2 separate regions of the Zea mays genome follow, and region 2 is linked to region 1. Evidence: chromatin contacts called from public Hi-C data. All regions are on one chromosome and are shown on one strand. Each heading gives the region's core, a stretch centred on a gene start, on an enhancer-like site or on the middle of the called end of the contact. The rest is flanking DNA. Distances are from core to core; before and after follow the strand shown.

Region 1 (2,876 bases), core at 215-2,714:
AAGACGCCGCCGTCTTCAGCCCCGGCGGCGACAAGGGCTCCACTGCCGCTCCAGGTCAGCCTGCCTCTCTACCTCCACTGCCTCCTCGTTGCTCTTCGTTCATTTGACGTTTCCTTTTCGATCTGAGACCACTCTCTTGTCTGTCCTTTTGCAGCCAAGGACAACTCGACGGCGACGACCGACTCCCGCGCGCTGCAGGCGACCACCGGACGCGGCGTCTCCTCCTCGGCGGCGACCGCCGGTGCTGCACTCGCGGTGCTGCTCGCCGGCTACCTCCTCCTGCTCGTGCCAGAGCTGTCGCCTAGCTCGTTCTAGACCCTCTGTCAAGTTGTGCCACCAGTAGGATTTGATGTGTTGTTGTTCTTTCTAGTACGTGACGTGACAGACAATTTGCTGCTGGTGTCCTTGTTGTTGTAGTAGTTGCACTGTGTGTTCCTGTTATGCTATGGGTACGAGATGTTAGGGCATGGGTTAAGCTAAGCTAAGGCGATGGGGTATCAGCAGTACCTTACCTCTCATCTGGCTGCTGATCCTTTTTGTTCTTGGCACTGCTGTTTTATCTGAACATTTGATCAGCCAAGAGAACTTCCACTCGTGACACGGTTAATGGGATAGATCTTAGTAATGTACGAATGTCGATGTAAAATACATCTGCGGTTCTTAAACTTGGTAAGCCGTATCACATCTCTAGATTCTTAAAGCTAGGAAACGGTTACCGAGACTTAGTCCGTCCATTTAGGCGAGACTTAGTCCGTCCATTTAGGCCTTGTTCGTTTGTGCCGGATTGGTGGGTCGGAACGATTTCTAACCGAATTGCTTCTCTAATTTATATAAACTTTGATTAGTTGTAACGATTCCGGGTGCAATCCGACACAAACGAACAAGGCCGTAGGGATGCGTTTGGTTACGGGACAGCTAAGGTTTGGTTGTGGGACAGCTAAGGACAAACAGAATATAAACGTCCCTTGTCGTCTTTTCTCGTCCCTCCAATTGTGAGAAACAACACTAAGATAGTCTTATTCTAACTTCTGACTCTGAACAAACAACATTATTTATAAGATCGTCTTATCTTATTTCATTCTGTCATCCCAATCAAACACACCTGAATTCATGTTTTTTCTGGTTTTGATTAATTTGGTGCCACGTGAACTTTATGTCGAATTGTCGATAGTTCAGGACACAACATGCGACAGGCACTGCCATTGCGCTTGCACGCGCGCAATGACGCGAGCAGTCTCCGTGGGCCGTAACGGGCCGGCCTTTGGAAACTGCCAATCATGATTCATGTCACGCCTGAAACTCGGTCCGGCCCACACTGAATCCAACGCACGAGTTGGCTTTCGATGAGGCCCACGCCCACCCAGACGGTCTAGCGCAATGGCAGCCAGCGCGTCCCGTTCCCGTCCAGGGCAGCCTGGGGCCCTGGGCTCAGCTACAAAGTGCAAACCCCACTACTTTTGTTATATATAGGCCTAGGGTTTCCTTCCTCCTCCAGTGCTGTCATCGCCGCCGCCGCCCCGGTTTCCTTCGTAAGCCCGTCGTCCTCCGTCCGCGACTCTGCGCGAGAAGCGAGAGGTGATCATCTTATATCTCCAGTGTATCCATCCCTGTTATATGCCGTAGCTGCAGGCTTTATGCTGTGTCGCGTGTTTATTCATTTGTTACTGTAGTACCACTTTCATGTCTGCCAGACTTTTTTTATCAATTCGGGGGAGCAAAGCTTCACATTAGTTATTTTCATTGAGCGAAAAGGCTGACAGCGTACAGCGAATAAAATCTTTGACAGTTGGGGAGACTTGGTTGTTGTTGTATGAGCGCCCTGAATCTTCTGGTGTTAAGCTGTTTTTTTCTCTCTCGTGCCATGGCTACTACGTGATGGATGAGTAGGTAGCTCTGATTTTGTTCCTTCTGAATGTTGGATGCTGCGCTGTGTGACCAGGAATCTGTTCTTGCTTATTCATGTGATCTGTAGAGACTTTGTGGTAGAACTTTGAGGGGTCTCCAGGTTTAAATGTAGTCCGTGAATAAAGCTGATCAGTAGGTTTGTCTAATTAAGCATCGAACATCGTGAAGGACAGTTATTTCTTAGCGCATTGCCCACAACAGGCAAGCATTCTTGGAGAACCTACCGACTGCAAGGTGATGGTAATAGTTTGGACTGTGCCATAGCAAGAACCTGTGAACTTCACTTCTCTTTCATACTGCAAAGGCAATCTGCTGGACACCAGATGGAGCGTGTTCTTTTTCCTAGTTTGTTTTTTGTTTGTGTAATGTTGTTAATTTGTTTGCCAGTTTCTACTTCAAAGCTGTGATTTGAGGAACTTTGTGAACAAAGGGCCTGATTCACCTTGACAACTGACAAATGCTTTCTACAAGTGCAGTATGGACACCCAAGTGAAGCTTGCTGTTGTGGTGAAGGTGATGGGAAGGACCGGCTCCAGGGGTCAGGTTACCCAGGTCAGAGTGAAGTTCTTGGATGACCAGAACCGTCTCATCATGAGGAACGTCAAGGGACCGGTTCGCGAGGGAGACATCCTCACACTGCTCGAGTCTGAGAGGGAGGCTAGGAGGCTGCGTTGAGGCGGAATAGTGTATTGGTAGTTTTCGTATGGAGTTGGATGTCATCTAATTGTGCTATGTTTGTCAAACTTTGGTATGACCTTCAAAACACCTGCCTTGTATGATTATTTGTGAGCCTGGTGATAAGATTGCAGTTTGGTTTTTTATGATCCGGTTGAGGGTATGTTTGGCAACAGTATTTATCAAAATCATAGTTTTACAATACTATAATATGTAATTGTCGGCAACGACTGCTATGCAAGCAGTCCTTCTATGCAAGCGTGCAAGCAAACAATCTGATCCATTAGATCGTGATC
Region 2 (2,876 bases), core at 116-2,615, 290 kb after region 1:
GGATTGAAACGGGAGGAAAGCCTTAAATTACATTATTTATCCTATATTCCTATTGTTAGTGTTACATTCTACAAGGAACCAGATTAAAATGAAAGCACTGAATCTATCGATCAAAATGAAAGCGACAAGACTGAAAGATTCAAAGTTCAACTCCTTAATCATAACATCATTGATACATAGTACGACAATAAGGGCCAACCAAAATGGAGCATCACAATAAACATTAAACAATGTTCTTCATTCGATGCAATGGCAAACATTATACTACTAGTTCAACAGCATTTGGAACAATCAATATAGGTACCTCCTACACCTAGAGTGAAACTGTGAAAAATACCCAGCCATCAGTGAGAGGTAAACTGCCAGCACAGCTTACCTGAACGTTGCTTTCCTCCATCAATATCTCCTTGGCCTTCTCGCACAGGGCCTTAACCTGAAATATGTGGGAGTCATTATGCCGATTCCAATAATGTTAGTCCTGCACATCTATGCACCAAGTATCCCTTCTTTTGGCCAAGCGGAAACATAGCACGCAACCACCAAATAAGCATTGTTTTCAAGTCTGGCTGGCCGATTTGGATGATTAATCATTTAATCGTGATTAATCACTATTAGTCGCACAACTTGGGCGATTAATCGCGATTGGTTTGGGTCCAAACCGACTTGAACGATTAATCGTGATTAGTTGGACGACTTGAAAACAGAGCAAATAAGTGTTTGTACTATCACACCCTAAATATTTGTCTGAGTTTGATTAAATTGGAAGATCACAATAGATGCAGCTTTCCATTTTTGTGCTACTTTTCTGCGAGAACAAAAGGAGATCTATTAACACGAATCAAATCTGAATCACAACATTCGGAATGATTCGAAGCTGCACTCTCTAGGCACAAACTACACACTAGACCATCACTCTATGCCAACGAATCACCAGATACCAAAAGAGGTTCAAATATCCCCCAAACCACCGGAACACCGGATCACACTTCCAACCAAACAGTGCACCGAAGAGAAGGCGAGAAACCCTAAGCGTGCCCTTGCAACAGATCAAAGGCAGTCTTATCATTCGGCAGATCACACCGCGAAATACAAACCAGCGAACTGGAAACCCGAATGGAACGGGGGTATAGCTGGACTGGATCTCACCTCCTGCTCGGCGAGCGGGCGGCACTGCATCAGCTGCTCGATCTGCGCGTCAAGGCCGCCGCAGCCGCCGTTGTCTACGTTCATGGGATCCATACCGCGGCCGCGTCTTCGATACGAGAAACCAGCTCGAGCTCGAGCTCAAGCTCGTCGCCGGCGGCGAGGCGGCGAGAGAGCGCGCGCGGGGCACTAGACTGACAGAGTGGGGAAGGAAATCGGGGAGGGGGGATCCGAGAAAGAGGCTGGAGAGATTGATCGGGAAGCCCGCTCGCCAGGTGGGCCTCCCTGCTCCACATATGGGCCCGCTCGCTCCATGCCGCGTGCGCCGTGGCAAGTGGTTCGGAGTTGGTCGGTGTATGGGTCCACGCTGTCAGTGGGCCAGATCATTGTGGGCAACGTGGAGCGAGGACCGAAAGATGAAGGTCACCCGGGGCCCACAGGACCCCACCTGTCAGGGCGTTGTGTCGTGAGTTAGAATGGGTCACTGACTTGGTGGTCCCGTCTTTCATGGGGCCATCTTTCAGTCACATCTTGTGCCGAGAGGACTCCGGTAACGGGCCCACGAGTCGGAGGTGAAGTTCATCTGCGGTCTGCCGACCAAATTGAGCTTGCGACTGCAAACCAATCCCTAGTGCCTAGTCGCCTGATCTGGGGAGAACGCATCTGAGACTGATTTTCGAGTCAAAGCTACTGCTCGTTTGAAGGGGAGCCACCTGTGCGGTTGCGCTCCTCTTTGCTCGTTGGGTTTTGGTTCAAGAGGGGGAAACCTTCGTGGAGACTGAAGAGGAAGGCCAAGTTCGAGGGTGTTCCTCGTCCACTCTTCTCGATCCGCAATGCGTGCGGCCGCCGGAGACGCCCCGCCGCGGCGTGCGGGGGGTATCCGCGTCCGTGTCCCACTGGTGAGCTCGGCTCCACTCCCACCTTTCTTGGCCTCGATTAGCACGCGCGCCTCCTAGCTGCGAGAGATGTAGGTTAGCTCACAGATGGTGGTTCCTGTGCCAAACGCGCCACCTTTCACTTGAGGCCTAGACCTTTCTTCTTGAATCTGGCGTTCTTGTGCGTAAGGCTTGGAGGATTACGAGCTTTGGGGATTGTTGGAACTTGGATGTCTCGGTTTGGGTCCTTTAGGGCTTGGTTTGGGAGTCTAGATCCAGTTGTCCATGGAACGCATCTTCTAGCGGTTAGTTTCCTTACTGTTTTTGCCTTGAGTATTGTTAGCTGCGGCGTGGATATGCCACTTTATTGTTAAGGAACCAAATGAGTATCACTATAACATCTACTGCATTTTATATTGGCCCCACTTGCCACGAAGTCGTCCTCAGTTTAGTAACAACGGACTGAACTTAGAAAATTTCTAGCTACTAGCTAAGATAGTCTCATTGCCCTATCTATACTCTAGACTGCTCATGAGCCACAGGTCTTAAATCTTTAGTTAAAAATGATGTCTATAAAAAAGTGGCAGACCCAATGCCGGAGGTCTGCAGAAGGGATAAACCGAGGCAAACCTTCTCTCATAAATTGCGAAGATATTGCTTTGAATCTGTGATCTGATGCAATGAGACAGCTCTCACCACTACACTAGGTCTGCCCTTCTTTAGGAAATAGGAATCATGTCTTCACATGGAGTTTTTAAGGACAGAAGACATTTCATATACGATTGAAATTATAAATGGTAACAATTATATGGACTCGCAAGTCGCGGCGGTGGCGGCACGCAGGGAGAAGAGAGATGT

The links. A called contact is a pair of places that touch in the nucleus more often than the background predicts.
Region 2: a contact with region 1 is called in a Hi-C map of endosperm, with 2.8 times the contacts expected there. The contact joins the promoter of LOC100282834 here to the promoter of LOC100280715 in region 1. A contact is called at or near these places in 5 of 25 Hi-C or Micro-C datasets (ear, endosperm, leaf and 1 more).

Annotation. Positions count from the first base shown.
Region 1 is chr1:14,215,029-14,217,904 of Zm-B73-REFERENCE-NAM-5.0, forward strand. LOC100280715 (40S ribosomal protein S28) reads left to right here and starts at 1,465. Exons shown (of 2, transcript NM_001153634.2): 1 at 1,465-1,575; 2 at 2,382-2,726. The coding sequence starts at 2,383. The coding sequence ends at 2,580. It overlaps LOC100194231 (putative bifunctional inhibitor/LTP/seed storage protein family), which reads left to right. Exons shown (of 3, transcript NM_001352340.1): 2 at 1-54; 3 at 155-605. The coding sequence ends at 315.
Region 2 is chr1:14,505,312-14,508,187 of Zm-B73-REFERENCE-NAM-5.0, forward strand. LOC100282834 (PP2Ac-5 - Phosphatase 2A isoform 5 belonging to family 2) reads right to left here and starts at 1,366. Exons shown (of 11, transcript NM_001155740.1): 1 at 1,147-1,366; 2 at 377-433. The coding sequence starts at 1,239. It overlaps LOC100281098 (kelch motif family protein), which reads left to right and starts at 1,748. Exons shown (of 2, transcript NM_001154017.2): 1 at 1,748-2,042. The coding sequence starts at 1,977.